Regions from separate parts of the Zea mays genome. Here region 1 is linked to region 2. Evidence: chromatin contacts called from public Hi-C data. All regions are on one chromosome and are shown on one strand. Each heading gives the region's core, a stretch centred on a gene start, on an enhancer-like site or on the middle of the called end of the contact. The rest is flanking DNA. Distances are from core to core; before and after follow the strand shown. Region 1 holds the start of LOC100381406 (putative leucine-rich repeat receptor-like protein kinase family protein). Region 2 holds the start of LOC103653317.

Evidence for each region. A called contact is a pair of places that touch in the nucleus more often than the background predicts.
Region 1: a contact with region 2 is called in a Hi-C map of tassel, with 2.3 times the contacts expected there. The contact joins the promoter of LOC100381406 here to the promoter of LOC103653317 in region 2. A contact is called at or near these places in 2 of 25 Hi-C or Micro-C datasets (ear and tassel).

What each region holds. Positions count from the first base shown.
Region 1 is chr4:64,408,169-64,412,410 of Zm-B73-REFERENCE-NAM-5.0, reverse strand. LOC100381406 (putative leucine-rich repeat receptor-like protein kinase family protein) reads left to right here and starts at 1,752. Exons shown (of 3, transcript NM_001320806.1): 1 at 1,752-1,992; 2 at 2,966-4,242. The coding sequence starts at 2,973.
Region 2 is chr4:63,546,843-63,551,437 of Zm-B73-REFERENCE-NAM-5.0, reverse strand. LOC103653317 reads left to right here and starts at 3,173. Exons shown (of 10, transcript XM_008680251.3): 1 at 3,173-3,436; 2 at 3,528-3,698; 3 at 3,828-4,123; 4 at 4,220-4,394. The coding sequence starts at 3,849.

The sequences.
Region 1 (4,242 bases), core at 503-3,002, 860 kb before region 2:
AGTGTCTCTCATACTTTCCATCAGAGATTTAATCAAATGGGTCGACGGTCTAACGAGCTGGCCCGACACAATCAGGAGGCCGGTATGATGTACCTGGGCCAGAGTTGTGGCCCGCGGACGTCTGGCCCATGCTACGCCGCCGTTTAGCCATCTATAGACGTGCAAAGGATTAATTTGAAATAGATGTCAGTGGTTATTTGTAAAAAGATGACACGAGACAACCGTTAAATATGGTGCTTTAAGTATAATATAGACTAGTTTACAAGCGGAGGAAAAGATAAACTGAAAACGAGGAGACGTCAGGATAGCAATGATATGAGTTGTGATAGAAAGCAGCGACTATCCCATACTGTACTGATGTACTAGGGTATGATACTACCAACAACCTCTCGTGTCGCTAGTGCGTTAGGTCGGTTGGCACTTGTTTGTAAAAATAGAGATTTGATAGAACGGTTTATTCGATCAGATCATTAAATATTACTATATTTTGTTCTTGATTTTTTGCTAATTAAAGAGAAGATCAAAACAGATACTATCAGCCATCACTTGTTCCATACAATAATATTTGTATCGTTTTCTCTGATTCTGCTCATAGGCTGCGTATATTATTAGTCGATGTCGAGTAAGGGATATGCGTCGAGATAGTAAGCTTTGCTGCATCTAAATAAGCAGTGTTGTCTATCTAGAAAAGAATATAGTTCTCGCATCTAAAGGAACCAGATATTTTAATAGAGTGTTTGGTTTGAGGAAATGATCTAATCCATTATCTTCTTACTACTTATTATTTTTGTTTCTTTTGTGAAATGAAATGAGTTGATCATCACCAACTCATTTCTCATAGTTAGTTAGTTATTACTAATATGAGAAATGGTGTCATCCCATCAAATTTGAGGATTGAACCCATGATGCACCACCTAAATTTGGATGTAGTGATTCTTTAAACCAAACACCCACTAAAGTTTCAGCGACGTTATATAAAAAATACTAATATCTACAATACAAAATAAATATCATTAGATTAACTATAAAATATGTTTCATAAGAAATAGGTTGGGATTAAAACGTGAATACTATTTATTATAAATTTGGTTACGCTTGAACCATTTTAAGCGACACAAATGCCATGATTTTATTATTTTGTGGACCGGGTGAGTACAATAAAAGACGAACTGACCTGACCTGCACGGAAACCCCTGTCGTTAAGAATGCTAGTGATGAGGAAAGGCTAACAACGTGGCTGCTGACTACTTCATCTGGTGTTTGTCGTTTTGGACAAGTCAAACTTATAAAATTTGACTACAAACAACTATTTTATTATTTAATTTTGAAACCTAATATTTATATGTACTAATTTGTAATAACAAATATTTTTTTATAAAAGTATAAATATATTAAAAGTTTATTTGTATTTTAAAAAAAAACATTAGTTAAAGTTATATTTTAAAGACCGTGTCTTCGTTCTAAACGACAATTAATTGAAAACCGGACAGAATAAATAACTAGCACGTCCACGTGATAAACGATTAGAAAACATCCGTCGCTAGAACCTTTGGTTATTTTTTTTAGTGAAAATGCCGAGTGGTGAATTTATTTGGCACCCACCCACCTAAATCACGATTAGAAAAGTTGCCGCCAGCCTGAAGCGAAATTCAAAAACTCACTCACGGGCTCACGGCCCGGACCGGAGGCCACACACAGGCAGCAACCAACCGGGGACATACGTGGCGTCTGTCGACTGCACCCTCGCCCGCGGCCCCCGGTATACCGTGTGAACGGGTGCCCAACCGCTGGACGCGCTCCAAAAAGGCAGGCGGCGCGCCTGTCTGAAACGGCTTCTCGTTCGTGCCTCCTTCGCCAACTGTCCACCGCGCTGCCGGTGCTCTTTCCTCTCGTCCCCCATGGATGCTTCCTTCTGGTGCTAGTGGAAACTAGAGCAGTGCCTCCCAGGATCCTCTCGCCCGCGGGCTCCGAGTTGCCGCCTCCGCCTCTCTGGTAAGCGCCGCTCATTCGCTTCCTTCCCCCTGTGTGCAGTGTGCTCCGGGTCGAGCAGTTTCCGCCTGTACTACTTCCTGTTGTGTGTTGCTTGTTGTTTGACCCCGAGCAACCGCCGTCCGCCGCTACCGTTCGTTCCGTTCCTGCCGTCTGGTCTGTTGCCCTCGCATTTTCTTTGCCCGCATCTGCAGCGCGGGCTCTCAAATTTGGAGAGTGTGCTTCAGCAACGAAGCAGAACCGATGGCTGTTTGAGTTGTAGCCCACTGAAATGAGCTTTCCTGGGTGCCGATTCCGCCCAGGAATGTTTCTGCGGTGCCTAGGAAGCTTCTTAGGTCTTCGCTTGTTAGGTAGGACTCATTCGGCTTCGGAGGAGGAGCAATTGCAATCGAGGTGCCCGTTTTTTTTAAATAAAAAAAATCGAGGTTCTCATCAGCCCATGTGGTGGTTCGGATCCCATCTCGTCGATTAGAATGGCTTATGTTGAACAGAAGATCGGCCTTGTCGTATCTTCTCAAGCTCATCATAAACTCAATCTCTGACACCTTTCAGGAAAAAAACATGGTGTGCATGTGTTACAAAAGGATTTCTAGCAGTAGGCGGGGCTTCCTTCAACATTGTTAATGTTACAAAAGGATTTCTCTACCAAGTTTTATTGGGGAAAATCAGTATCTTGTAGTTTCACCAAATTCTTCTAGGACGTTGCAATTTTGGTTGATGACGACTGCTCATACGTGTTGTCAGCCGAAAGACATGCCTTATTAGTGAAGAACCGGTAGGTGGAATTTAACTTCTACCGGTATCACGACTAGTCGACTTAGTAGGCATACTCTACTCTACAGTGATATCCTCGTATCTTTGGTACCCTGTGCCTTTGCTACGACACATGCAATCCCTATTTTGATTGTGCGTTGAACTACTTGTACATTGGTGACAAAAAAAATATTTGTTGCTGACTTCTATGCAAAATTTCTAGGAACAAGATGAAGCTGGTTTTCTGGCATTGGATTTTTCTATTCTTCGTGTTGCTTTCAACATCACAGGGTATGAGTTCAGATGGCCTAGCTCTTCTTGCTCTGTCCAAAACCCTAATACTACCAAGTTTCATAAGGACCAACTGGAGTGCTTCTGATGCAACTCCTTGTACATGGAACGGTGTTGGCTGCAATGGAAGGAACAGAGTGATTTCTCTCGACCTATCGTCATCAGAGGTCTCAGGTTTTATAGGACCTGAAATAGGGCGTCTGAAATACCTGCAGGTTCTCATTTTATCTGCTAACAACATATCTGGTTTGATCCCTCTAGAATTGGGCAACTGCAGTATGCTTGAACAATTGGATCTGTCCCAAAACTTGCTTTCTGGCAATATACCGGCATCAATGGGCAGCCTCAAGAAATTGTCATCACTGTCGCTGTACTACAACTCTTTCCATGGAACAATACCAGAGGAGTTGTTCAAGAACCAGTTTCTGGAGCAAGTGTACCTACATGGAAATCAGCTCAGTGGTTGGATACCCTTCTCGGTTGGTGAAATGACAAGCCTTAAGTCATTGTGGTTGCACGAAAATATGTTGTCCGGAGTTTTGCCCAGTTCAATTGGCAACTGCACCAAGTTGGAGGAGCTGTATCTACTCCATAATCAACTGAGTGGCAGTATTCCAGAAACCTTGAGTAAGATCGAAGGCCTCAAGGTTTTTGATGCCACTGCCAATAGTTTCACGGGCGAGATCTCTTTCAGTTTTGAGAACTGCAAGCTGGAAATATTCATCTTGTCATTCAATAATATAAAGGGTGAAATTCCGTCATGGCTAGGGAATTGCAGGAGCTTGCAACAACTTGGATTTGTCAATAATAGTCTGTCTGGCAAAATTCCAAATTTTATAGGCTTATTCAGCAACCTCACGTATCTTTTACTTTCACAGAACTCCCTGACTGGGCTGATCCCACCTGAGATTGGTAACTGTCGGTTGCTGCAGTGGCTAGAGCTAGATGCAAATCAGCTGGAGGGCACTGTTCCTGAAGAATTTGCAAATTTAAGGTATTTGTCAAAGCTCTTTCTTTTCGAGAATCACCTCATGGGAGACTTCCCTGAGAGTATTTGGAGTATCCAAACCCTCGAGAGTGTCCTTCTTTATAGCAACAAATTCACAGGGAGGCTACCTTCAGTGTTAGCTGAGCTGAAGTCCCTAAAGAACATCACACTGTTTGATAATTTCTTCACTGGAGTCATACCACAGGAGCTGGGTGTTAATA
Region 2 (4,595 bases), core at 1,924-4,423:
CTGTTACCCGTGATGAGTTTAATATGCTACCTGTACTCGTGCCCGCAGACACGTAATTATATATCCACTGTGGATTTGCGGGCACGGGTACAATATTTTAATATCCACGAGAAAAAATTAACACGACGAGTCAAACCACTCTCACACTCGTGGATACAAACTCATACTTAAACCTGCACCCTATAGCAGGGGCGGCGCCAGGGGCTTTTGTTGGAGTCAGCTCACCCTATACAATTTAAAAAATACTATACAAATATATTATTATCTAGTGCATTTAAATGATGATTAGTGAAACTGACCCTAATGATTTTATTGTCTGGCTTCACCCCTGTCCTATAGAACTTTTATCCATGGATAAAATGTGTCCATTTGTTTTTATGCCCATTGTCATCCGTATATGCCATGATGAAAGCCGAGAAGTCAAAATCCGTCTCCCGTCGCCTGGCCGCATGGGCCTCGACCTCGCACGCGGTCATGCACGACATCCCTCCCTGGACCCTGGGTCCCCTGATACGGTCGCGGCCTGCCTCCCGAAGTCGCACGATTCAGGCACATGTTTTTTTTTTCTTCTTGATGAAAATACGTATTTGCATGTGTAGCTTCGTCCCCGTCAACATTATTGACCCGTTCTCCATTCATTTCGCGCGCTTCTGTCTCCTCTCAGCGAACTACACACACTATAGCAAACATATCCGGTAACGGAACGCAAACAAGGCGAGACCAAAATTTTATACCATCATTAGACGTTCTAACTTGTATGAGCTAGGACCGATCACAAATCCAAGTTACATATATCAGGCGCAAAGTTCGCCAGTGAACGTTTAAAGATAAAAATGGTTGATTCGCTCTTTAATATTAGATATAAATATATAGATATATAGCTAATACATGATGCATGTGAAAATAAGGAGAGAGAAAAATCACTTGGACTTGGGTTGTAGCTGCAAAGTTGTTTAAAATAAGGAAAAAGCTAACAGACACGCGTGTGTTTCTCTTGTTACTTACACGCGATTTGTGCACCGTTGGATCTGTCAGGTGCTCTTTTCTCGTCTGTTGGATATATTTCTCTGTCTATTGTCCCTGACAGATGGTCCATATTGTGACGGTGGGAGTGGAGCTCACTGTTTGATTTTTTTGGTACTCAAGCGTCGCTCCTGTTCACTTTCCTCAGCCCTTCCAGAAGCTGAGAGATTGAGGGCGGAGCGTGATTTTCGCGGTGATTTTCCTGCTCCCATATCGTTGGCGGCCGGTTGATAGCGAGTTGTGCTGGAGGGGGAGGTGCCTGTGACAGGATCTGTGGTTGCTGTCCGTGGGCAACAAGCTGTGTCGAAGGAGGTCGAACTCCCAACGCGATGTGTGGTGGCGGGGATAGTTCAATGACGTTTTCAGTTCCAACCTGTAGCGATGGTGCTCCAGCTCGTGTTGACACGGTCGATCTGGTGAGGGAGCTCTTCCTTTGTTTCAAGTCTTTTGTCTCCCTGTCACTGGCAACTGGTTAGTTGAGGCTGGCATTTGGACCTTGCCGGAGTATAGGATGCGTGGTCGGTTCTGTGAGGATCTGAGGGGCTGAATTTGTTGTTTCACATCGTGGCTAGAGTCGAGCGGTGCTGAGTTGTTGAGTTAAAGTAGTCATTTATAATTATGTGATACATCCACAGTTTTTGCTGTTGACCAGTGGGCCATATTGGCATAGTAGGAGTTTACTGTTTTGATTTTTCTAGGTATCGCACCTCTTCACTTTCCCCATCCCCTTATGGAAGGCGTGAGATAGAGTGTCGAACGGAGCTTCCCACGACGATGCTGCTGTTTGCCGGCGAGCTCTCCCCCCTACCCATTTCTTCTACTCCTTTGTAAGGCTCAGGTTGTTTGTTCTTGATCATCTTTTTTCTGTATTAGTTCGCCATTGTATATTTTTATCTTCAGTTTTTTCATTTGGTTGTTGCCTCAAATTTTTTTCTATATTTGTTATTCATTTTTTTATTTTTTTATATAGAGAGCTGCCTACAGAGAGAAGGTGCTAATTGAAGCAGAGAAACAGTTTCAGGACGATTTCAATTTTTTGAAGGAAAAGGTATTAGTTGATTTTGGCCAATTAGTGGATGTCCAACGTATTGACAGTATTTGCCAAGTTATGTGCGACAAGTTCAAGGGTTGTTGTTCGGTTTGCAAGACAATGTGTATTGAAGCTATAGTCGATTCTGTGAAAATTATGGTTGAAGCAATGTCTATCAAGCATCAGGAGATTTTGAATTCCATGAACCCTCTAGTGAAAACTATGGCTGTTAAGCAGATGAGAAATACACCCATACTGATATCAATGTACAACCAGCTATTGTTAAGTCGGATGAGAAAGTCGTTGTTGCAGACTTTGTTGAGTCATCTGATGGGAAAAGGTCTTGGTGTGGGTACTAGCAATCCTCTGGTAACAGTGCCCATACATCTGAACACATCAACACACCAGTCGTTTATAGGTCGGATGCAAATACTGCAACTTCTGTGAAGCCCCCAGCGGGTTAGCGTTTTAATCTCCATTTGTCTTTTTTGGTTCCATGCACTTTATTGTTTAATGCATCTAGACTCTATATTATATGCTGATTTTTTTTATTGTGTGTGTTCATAGCATTTTTAAAATCCATCTAGATGTTTTTTGTGCTTTTAATATGTTGAACATGAAACTATATTTAATTTCCAGCAGTCACTGCCCTACCACATGAACCTTTGTTTTTGCTCATAGCCTGCTAGCTGCTGGCCACAAACAAATGCATTTTATGTGCAGGATGACAATTTATATGTGTGGGATGTAGAAATTTGCTATTTTAGAGATTGTAGGCGAATTTTTATGCATAGTTTTTGGTATCGTTGTCTTGTAGTATTCATCCTAGTCTTTTTGTATGTTTATCCCTTTTTTATTTGCCTTTTTTTGTTTGTGGTTTCATGTTTAGTATCTTATATTGGTGGGTTATTATTGCACTATTTTTGGTTGTCATGTAAAATCTATCCTAATCTGATGTATGTATATTTTTCCTTAAATTTTTATTGTAGAGCGTGTTCATCCACTCAACAAGCGATTCCATTTCTCCAAAACTGACAAGTTGGGTCGCTTTCCACGTACAAGCCTCTTCTCACCTGTGGGTCTTTTTGACCTCCACATTTCAGATGATGAAAGTGACCACAAAAAAATACTGCACCTGCTAGTGCTATATGTCCACATGGGTCAGATGTCATTCCAATCGGGTTAGGTCATTCTATTTTGCCTACATGCACCCATGGTGTTCATCCTACTCCTCCCAATGTTGTATTACAACCTTTAATTAAGTCACATGCAAATTCCTCTAGAAGCCTTATTGAGTTGTGTCCTGAAAGTGCAACAGCAGCAGTAGCCAACACTGATGTACCAGATAAGGTTGTTTCTGTGCTAGTTTCTCATGCTCAAAAGGTCTGCTATATGCCTTTTTTCACTGTTCTTTTTGGTTAGCAGAGTTCCTATTTTTTACTTATATGTATTTCCTTTTTGTCCTCTATGTCAGTCTCATGTTGCTGGGGCAGTTCCTCCAGTGAATGACACATTCTTTGAGCCAACATTAACATGTAATCTTTCAACACTGAACTCAACAGAAAGGCCTAGGAAGTTCGAAGGGATAAGTGGCAAAAATCAAGATGTTATTGTTATTGACGATCATGTGAGAGCGGTTCAGGAGGTGATATTTTATTTTTCTTGCTACACTCCCCCATGTGGTCTGTTTTTGTGTTTGTTGTTATCTCCATTCTTTTAATTTTTTAATTTTATATCCTAAAACCCATGTTATGTTCTCCCATTTTTTATCCAGGTTCACAATGTTGCTGGTGAAATGGTTGGTGCTAGTTTATATGGCAGTAGAAGATCTAAATCAACAGCTATAGTTGACCAAATGTACAATGATAGGAATATATTCAATGATCCAGAAGCTAGGGGAAATTTGTTGGGATATCAACTAGAAGTGGCAAATTTAGTCAAAAGTGATATTCAGTATATTGGTGAAAATCGGTTACAAGCCCAACATCCTAGTGTCCCTTTACCATGTTCTGTTGTACAATTGCGATATTATTATATCCTTTGTGGCATGGGGCGTAGCCAATGGAAAGAGTAAGTGTATCTTGTATTCTTATTCCAATGCTTGATTATTTAGTATATTTTCTCTTCATATACTTCAAGCTTTATAATAAACCCATTTTTGTGTAGTTTTGTTGCAGTTCGGTTTTCAAAAACCACCACTATAAATTGGGAATATTTTGGACTGTCAATAGAACCCAATGGACATTGCGACAACTTTTTTATTGCTGGGTTCTGCCAAAAACATTTTGAAGATGTTCATCCAAGGATGTCAAAGAAACATTTCTTTTATCCCAAAGTTGGGGTAATTTTTTTCAACTCATTTTTTCCCACATGCAATATATGATGTTTTTTTATTTGCATGATTTTTTTGTATCAGTGTTTTTGTATCCAAGGCTGTTGTTGTTTATATTTTTTATTTATTTTTTGTTTTTTGCTATGTTTGTCTAATGTTTATTTTTAGTGCCCGATGTTGTTTTTTTGCTATGCAGTTTTTTGGATTTTT